2 separate regions of the Mus musculus genome follow, and region 2 is linked to region 1. The links are chromatin contacts, called in public Hi-C maps. All regions are on one chromosome and are shown on one strand. The core of a region is the stretch at or near the end of the contact, and the rest is flanking DNA. Distances in the headings are between cores, read along the strand shown.

What was found. A called contact is a pair of places that touch in the nucleus more often than the background predicts.
Region 2: a Hi-C map of B cells shows a contact between it and region 1, with 6 read pairs. The contact joins the promoter of Psmd7 here to the promoter of Tk2 in region 1. A contact is called at or near these places in 2 of 39 promoter capture datasets (liver and pre-B cells) and 3 of 484 Hi-C or Micro-C datasets (B cells, CD4 T cells and the G1E-ER4 cell line).

The regions. Positions count from the first base shown.
Region 1 is chr8:104,247,046-104,250,212 of GRCm38.p6, forward strand. It overlaps Tk2 (thymidine kinase 2, mitochondrial), which reads right to left and starts at 1,513. Exons shown (of 10, transcript NM_021028.3): 1 at 1,356-1,513; 2 at 602-639. The coding sequence starts at 1,488.
Region 2 is chr8:107,587,020-107,590,366 of GRCm38.p6, forward strand. It overlaps Psmd7 (proteasome (prosome, macropain) 26S subunit, non-ATPase, 7), which reads right to left and starts at 1,463. Exons shown (of 7, transcript NM_010817.2): 1 at 1,260-1,463. The coding sequence starts at 1,333.

The DNA.
Region 1 (3,167 bases), core at 263-2,762:
CAAGTTTGAGGCCAGCCTGGGGTGAGATGATCTCAAAGGAAGAAACTGAACCCTTGGGCTGGTGGTAACCAAAATACTGCTGCAACATTTAAACCTGTCTAACTTGCACTTCCTTTGACCTCACAGCCCCAACCCCCAGAGCCTGCCTGTCAAGCACCTCCTGACTGAGGCCACCCTGAGGTCCCTCGTGGATTCTCTGGTCTCCACTAGACAGCAGAAGGAAGTGAGAAGAACACTTCCCCCCACATCTGGGCGGGGCAATCGGCAGTGAAGCAAATAGATGCAATTTAAGCCGTTTAGATGGCTCGGTCAGCATCTTTGGCAGTTCACAAACACCTGAACATGAGTGCTTACTACCTGAATGCAGCTCGAGGCCCCACTCCCGCCCGTACACACAAGAAATGGCTAACGGTGATGGAATCTAAGGAGAGGAACCGGGCCACAAGAAGGAAGAGAGATTTGTGACCCTGGATATCGTCTTGGGTTTGGTTTTTCACTGTGCGCACCATTGTTTTTGTTCTCCGCCTCAAAAAAAAAAAAAAAAAAAAAAACAAAACCAAACCGAAATTACGCTGGAGAAAGCATGCAAAGAGAAACTTACCACTGCTTTTTTCTCCTTATCATTTTCTCTATCTTTATCTAAAAAAGGAAAGGAAATCGATGTTTCAATTATTCACTCTGCTCTGTGCTGACCTGATAAATGACCACACAGTCATTGCGTATGCGTGTTCCCTGGCTTACAAAAAATGTTTGCCATTCTTGGGACTCTCTACAGTTGGGTCCGTATGTGTCGCTGTACTGGGCCCAGGCCCATGTGTGCTTGCTTAGTTTCCTTTGCTCGGTACATTCTACTTTCCGTTTCACCTGGATTGTGTGCTTAGGATCTTCACAGCGCACCCAGGGATAACCTACACTCTGAGAGATTCCAAGGGTTGGGACCCAGGCTGTCTAGGCCAAGACTGGCAACACTGCCAACCCACCTGGCAGCAGCAGCCCGAGGCCAATGAAAGCTATGTCACCTGGCTTCCATTTCCGAAGAGAAAGATCCGCACTGCCAGCAAGAGGAGAAAGTCGCAAGCCTGAACCCGCCCCCTAGGTCCGCAGACACCTGCATCCACTAAGAGCTGATTAAATACAGCTCGTGCCCCAACTAGCCACCTCCCAAGCCTAAAGAATCTGACAATAAAAAATAAAAATTAAAAAAATGGGCCGAGAAGCCGCGTTTGAGCCCCACTAAGTGCCGATCCTGACAGTTCATTAGGGTCCCACAGTCCCCAGACCCTTCCTGGGGACTAGCAGGTGAGGGGGCGGGGTTCAGTGTGGCCCCTACGAGGTGGCACAAAAGCACTAGTTACCCGGAGGCCAGGCGCGGCGAGGTGCCCACAGCGGCCCGGCGCCCGAATCGAGGCTCCCGGGGCTCCCGGAGCTCCCCGGGCCCACGCTACGCAGGGACCGGGCAGCCCAACTACGCAGCGACCGCAGCAGCATAGTCCCTGGCTGATGTGCAAGTCCTACTTCCTTCCGGTGCGTCCTGGAGCCCCGCCCCACCCCTTGTCCGGCCCCGCCCCTTAAGGGATCCGCTAGTATTTCTCCCTCTAGGCTACACCGAAGAGATTCAAAGTGAGGATTTCCCCACTTACAGACCGCAGAATGGCCCTGACCCAAGTAGATTTAGAGAATGGATGGCATAATAATGCCGGGGACTGCTTAGTATATCCGATTACTTCCTTGGTTGCCGGCTCCATCCACACCTCGCACCGCCTACTCAGGATGTCCTGTATTTTCCTTCGAAAATACTCTGCAAGTAGACCTTGTCAAACTTGGGAACATTTTCCAAGCTTGTCCTTGGGCTTCAAAGGGCCCTCCTAGGTTTAATCCCCACCATCACAAAAAACAGTGTGAGGGACACAGGTGAGAGGGCCGTGAAAGCCATTGTTCCCAAATGTTACAGTCTTTGACATTTTCAACGTTTGGATTTTAATGTTCCTCGGGAAAGCATAACGAATATCTCCCCTGAATGAACAAAAAAGGGATAAGAAAAAAAGCATGTAAGGCCAACTTGTAAGCAAAAATAAGCTTGGGTACTATAATTCACCCATTCAAGACCAATAAGCCCAGATGTTGCCGCCTTGACTGTATATGGGCAGTTACAATGCGTGTAAAGAAGATTTCCACTTCTTCCAGGTGGCAAGATGCTGGCAGTCGTCTTGGGCAAAATGAAGAAAGACATTTTCTGGGTTTTGTTTTACTCTTTTAGATCTGTAACAAAAAAGCCATCACCCTAACAGGGCTTCCTGTTTATTTGCTAGGCACCTAGTAAAGGCAAATAAAATCTTCAAATTCAAAGTCGACAGTTGTGTGTGTGTGTGTGTGTGTGTGTGTGTGTGTGTGTGTGAGCGTCTTGGGGTGAGATTGTTGGTAACTGTTGATCAGATTCAGCCAAATGAACAGATCTTAGATGGGCAGGATCCAAAGAGATCTAAATGGACTGGGGTTGTGGGCTAGTTAATTCTTACCAAGGCAACACAAACTAGAAACACCTCGGGAAAGGGAGCCTCAATTGAGAAACTGGCTGCGGCAGATTGGCCTGTGCGCATGTCTGTGGAGCATATTCCTGTTGCTAATTGATGAAGGAGGGGTTTTGTTGTTGTTGTTGTTTTGTTTTGTTTTTGTTTTTTGCCTCCTTGCTATGGGCAATGCTGTCCCTGGGCAGGTGAGCTGCGGGTCTTTATGAATGAGCAAACCAGAGAACTACTGAAGCTGATAAACACTCTTAGTTCTTCTGCTTCTGCTTCTTCTGCCTCCGGTTCCAGCCTTGAGTTCCTACTTTGTCTTCCCTCCTGTAAGCCAAATAACCCTTTCTTCCCCCAAATTGCTTTTGGTCAGTGTTTGTTTTATCACAGAGAAGCAAACTAGGACGGGTGGTTATTCAGTTCTCCAAAAGAAATCATGAGACTTAATTCACATAATGGAAGTGACATATTCTTCCTGTGTCTATCATCATGAAATGCTCCAAGATGGTTTGTCCTGGCTACACCGGAGCACTTTATAAACTGTGGGACAACTAACAGCAGTGGGAGGCGAAAAGTACTCTAGAGACAGGCTTGCACGTTCTGAGAGCAAGGACAGACTAACAGGGCCAGGCCATAAGTTCAGGCTATATATTC
Region 2 (3,347 bases), core at 213-2,712, 3.3 Mb after region 1:
TGAAGATCTAAGAGAAGTACCAGTTTTGTTTTTTTTTGTTTGTTTGTTTTGTTTTTGTTTTTTTTTTTTTCCGAGACAGGGTTTCTCTGTGTAGTCTTGGCTGTCCTGGAACTCACTTTGTAGACCAGGCTGGCCTCGAACTCAGAAATCCGCCTGCCTCTGCCTCCGGGGTGCTGGGATTAAAGGCATGCGCCATCACGCCCAGCAAGAATTGTTTTCTTTAGCCACTAACAAACTGCATATTTGGAAACAACTTAATTCTATGCTAAGGAAACACACAAGCCACAGTGAAAGTAACATTACACCTCTCTAACCCACTAAAACTACTTCAAACAACGAGTTTCCACATGCCAAAGGAAACTTCATCCACGAGTCTTTAAAGCCCCTCCATCTGTTCCTTGATACAACTACCAACAGTGTCTGCACCCCCCCCCCCCATTCTTACCAATTGTTAAAATAAAGCTTAAACAGTGTTCACCCCATCAGGGCCCCTAGTATCCCAGGCATTCCGAACAATACAACTGAATTCAGACTCAAAAGGCTCCGTCTTGAGGTTTTTTTTTTTTTTTTTTTTTTTTGGCTCTGGTTGAGTTAGCTGCACAAAGCCTGCTTCAGACCAGGCACTAGCGCCGACTTGACTGCAAGTAGACTCCCTACTGGACCTTCATATTTGTTAACTCCTCACACTAATTATCTTGTAAAACTTCCGAACACGTGCAACAGGTCTGGCCGGATGAACGGCTGGAGCAGGCAAGGGTGGCAGTGAGCTACCCAAGGGAACTGTAGGCTGGCCCCAATCTGCACCTGCCTCGTTTTTAGAGGAACAAGCCGACACCTTATTCATTCCCATTTTAAAGGTACCATTCGACCAGAATCCCAAATCGAAACTTGGCTATGATCCCTGCCTCATCCAGAAAATCGTTCATCGGGGACTCCGAGACCGGGGTTTCAGTGACAGCTTTTACAGGCACGGGCACACGAGACTGAAGCTCGGTCTTAAACGGCGCCCAGCCGTTCTGGGAAAAGGCGCGGCCTCGGCGGGTAGCATCGTTCCGGCTCCGGGGCCTCGCCAGGCGGGCCAGACTCAGGAGTGGCGGCCTCGGTGGGGGTGCGAGGCTGTCAATGGGTACCGAGCACCGCGGTGTGGAGCCGCTGGGGTCGCTTGTCCCAACCCGTGTCCCCGGCCGCCGCGTTTGTGCCCGGCGCGCCCGTGACTCAGCAGCCCTGCGCCGTGTGGCCGCCACGCGCCACCCGCTCACCGGTTGAAATGATCCACCACACTGAGCAGCACCAGGGGGTGAACCACCACCTTCTGCACCGCCAGCTCCGGCATCGCGACACAGCCCGACCACCGGCCCGGCTCCCTGCAACCCGCAAACACCAGCAACCGCAGCGACACAGGCCGCTCCTCCAGGCCCCAGCACCTCCCCTTCCGGTTTGACCGCCGCTGCACAGTCGACTTCCGCTCCCAGAGCGCTTTGCGCTCGTGCCCGCCCTGTCGCCAGGGGCGCCATCTTGAGAAAGGGAAAGAACCGCCTTGCCTTCTGTGGGACTTAGGCTATTGACGAAGCTTGGCATTGAGCCTTTCCCTAGGTTTTTGTTTTTGTTTTTGTTTTCGTTTTTGTTTTTCCTCAGTTGTTTGCCAGCTCACCATTTCTCCTCCTTGGAAGGTTGTAGAAAAAGGCAGATAAACATAAGTAGTAACAGCGTGTACTTCTACTAATCAAATAATTAACGACATATATTTAACTTTCTTTTTTTTTTTTCAAAGATTTACTTATCTATTATATGTAAGTACACTGTAGCTGTCTTCAGACACACCAGAAGAGGGAGTCAGATCTCGCTACGGATGGTTGTGAGCCACCATGTGGTTGCTGGGATCCGAACTCTGGACCTTCGGAAGAGCAGTCAGGTGCTCCTACCCACTGAGCCATCTCACCAGCCCTTAACTTTCACTTAACACTTTAAGTCAGCACTGTTTCAAAATTTCCCAGAGGAGTTTCATTTGTTTGTTTGTTTGTTTTTGGGTTTTGGTTTTTGTTTTGTTTTGCTTCTTTTTTTTTTTTTTTTTTTTTTTTTGAGACGGTGTTTCTTTATGTAACAGCCCTGGCTGTCCTGGAACTCACGTTGTAGACCTGACTGGCCTCTACCTGCCTCTGTTCCCTGAGTGCTGGAGTTAAAGTCATATGCCATCACACCTGGTTTTTATTTATTTATTTTTAATGTTTTATTTCATTGCTTTTGAAGTTGGGCCTTCTATGACATTGACTAGCATGGAAATTGTTGTATAGTCCAGGGTGGTCCCCTGTCTCTACCTCCTCCTAAGTACAAGGGTGACAGCATATGCGACCACACGTGGTTTAGAGATGCTCTCGGTCTCTAACACCAAGGGCACACTTTGGGTGTATGACTGGATACTTTATCTATAGTTTTTATTTCTGGGAATTTTCCTTAATGCTCACTGTGACATAATGAGTGCAACAACATTCAGGTTTTGTTAATCCCAAAGATTTGGGGAGAAAGGCCACCAACCCAAAACACCATGGCTAAATTAATTAAAATTAATTAATTAAAGCAAGCATTTTTATTTATTCAATTTAATTTAGTTTTTATAGGGGTCCCCAATTTCAATTCAATGCTTGGGTGTAAGTATCTGTCTGTCTAAGTCAACTGCTGGTAGGGCCTCTTAGAGGACAGCCATGCCAGTCTCCCGTCTGTAAGCATATCATAGCTTTAAAACAAGCATTTTTTTATTTGTGTACATGGGCTGTCTCTTCCTAAAAACGGGTGTGTGTGTGTGTGTGTGTGTGTGTGTGTGTGTGTGTGTGTGTGTGGTGGTGCTGGTGCAGGGGATGGTTCAAGAAATCAGCATTGGGCATGAGAAAGACAAGGTTTTTATAGCTCAGAGGTAGGGAATTTTCAAATAGGGGATTTGGTGCTCAAAATAGGCAGGGTTACAGGAGCAGAACATGAACATAAGACATCAGTCGCAAAGACCCTCTGAAACATAGACATGATTGCAAGGTGGTCTTAACAAGGCAGTCATAACAACGACCTAACAAGGTAGTGAGAACCAAGGCAGTCATACAACCTTTTGAAACAAAGTTAGGGTTGCAAGATGGTTGGAAACAAAGGCACAGTTTTCTGGAACAGGAAGTGCAGAGCCACTTGTAATTAAGGTTACAAATCATAAACAGAAATGAGCCTAGTTTGTCTTTATTATAAGATGGTTTTTAAGCCTAAATGGAGTCAGGCCAGTTCATCAGTTTCTCCCTGTCTATATGTTACTAATTATATAACCAGAGCTAGAAGAAAGCCATCCGTACCAGTTTTATACATTTAAACTT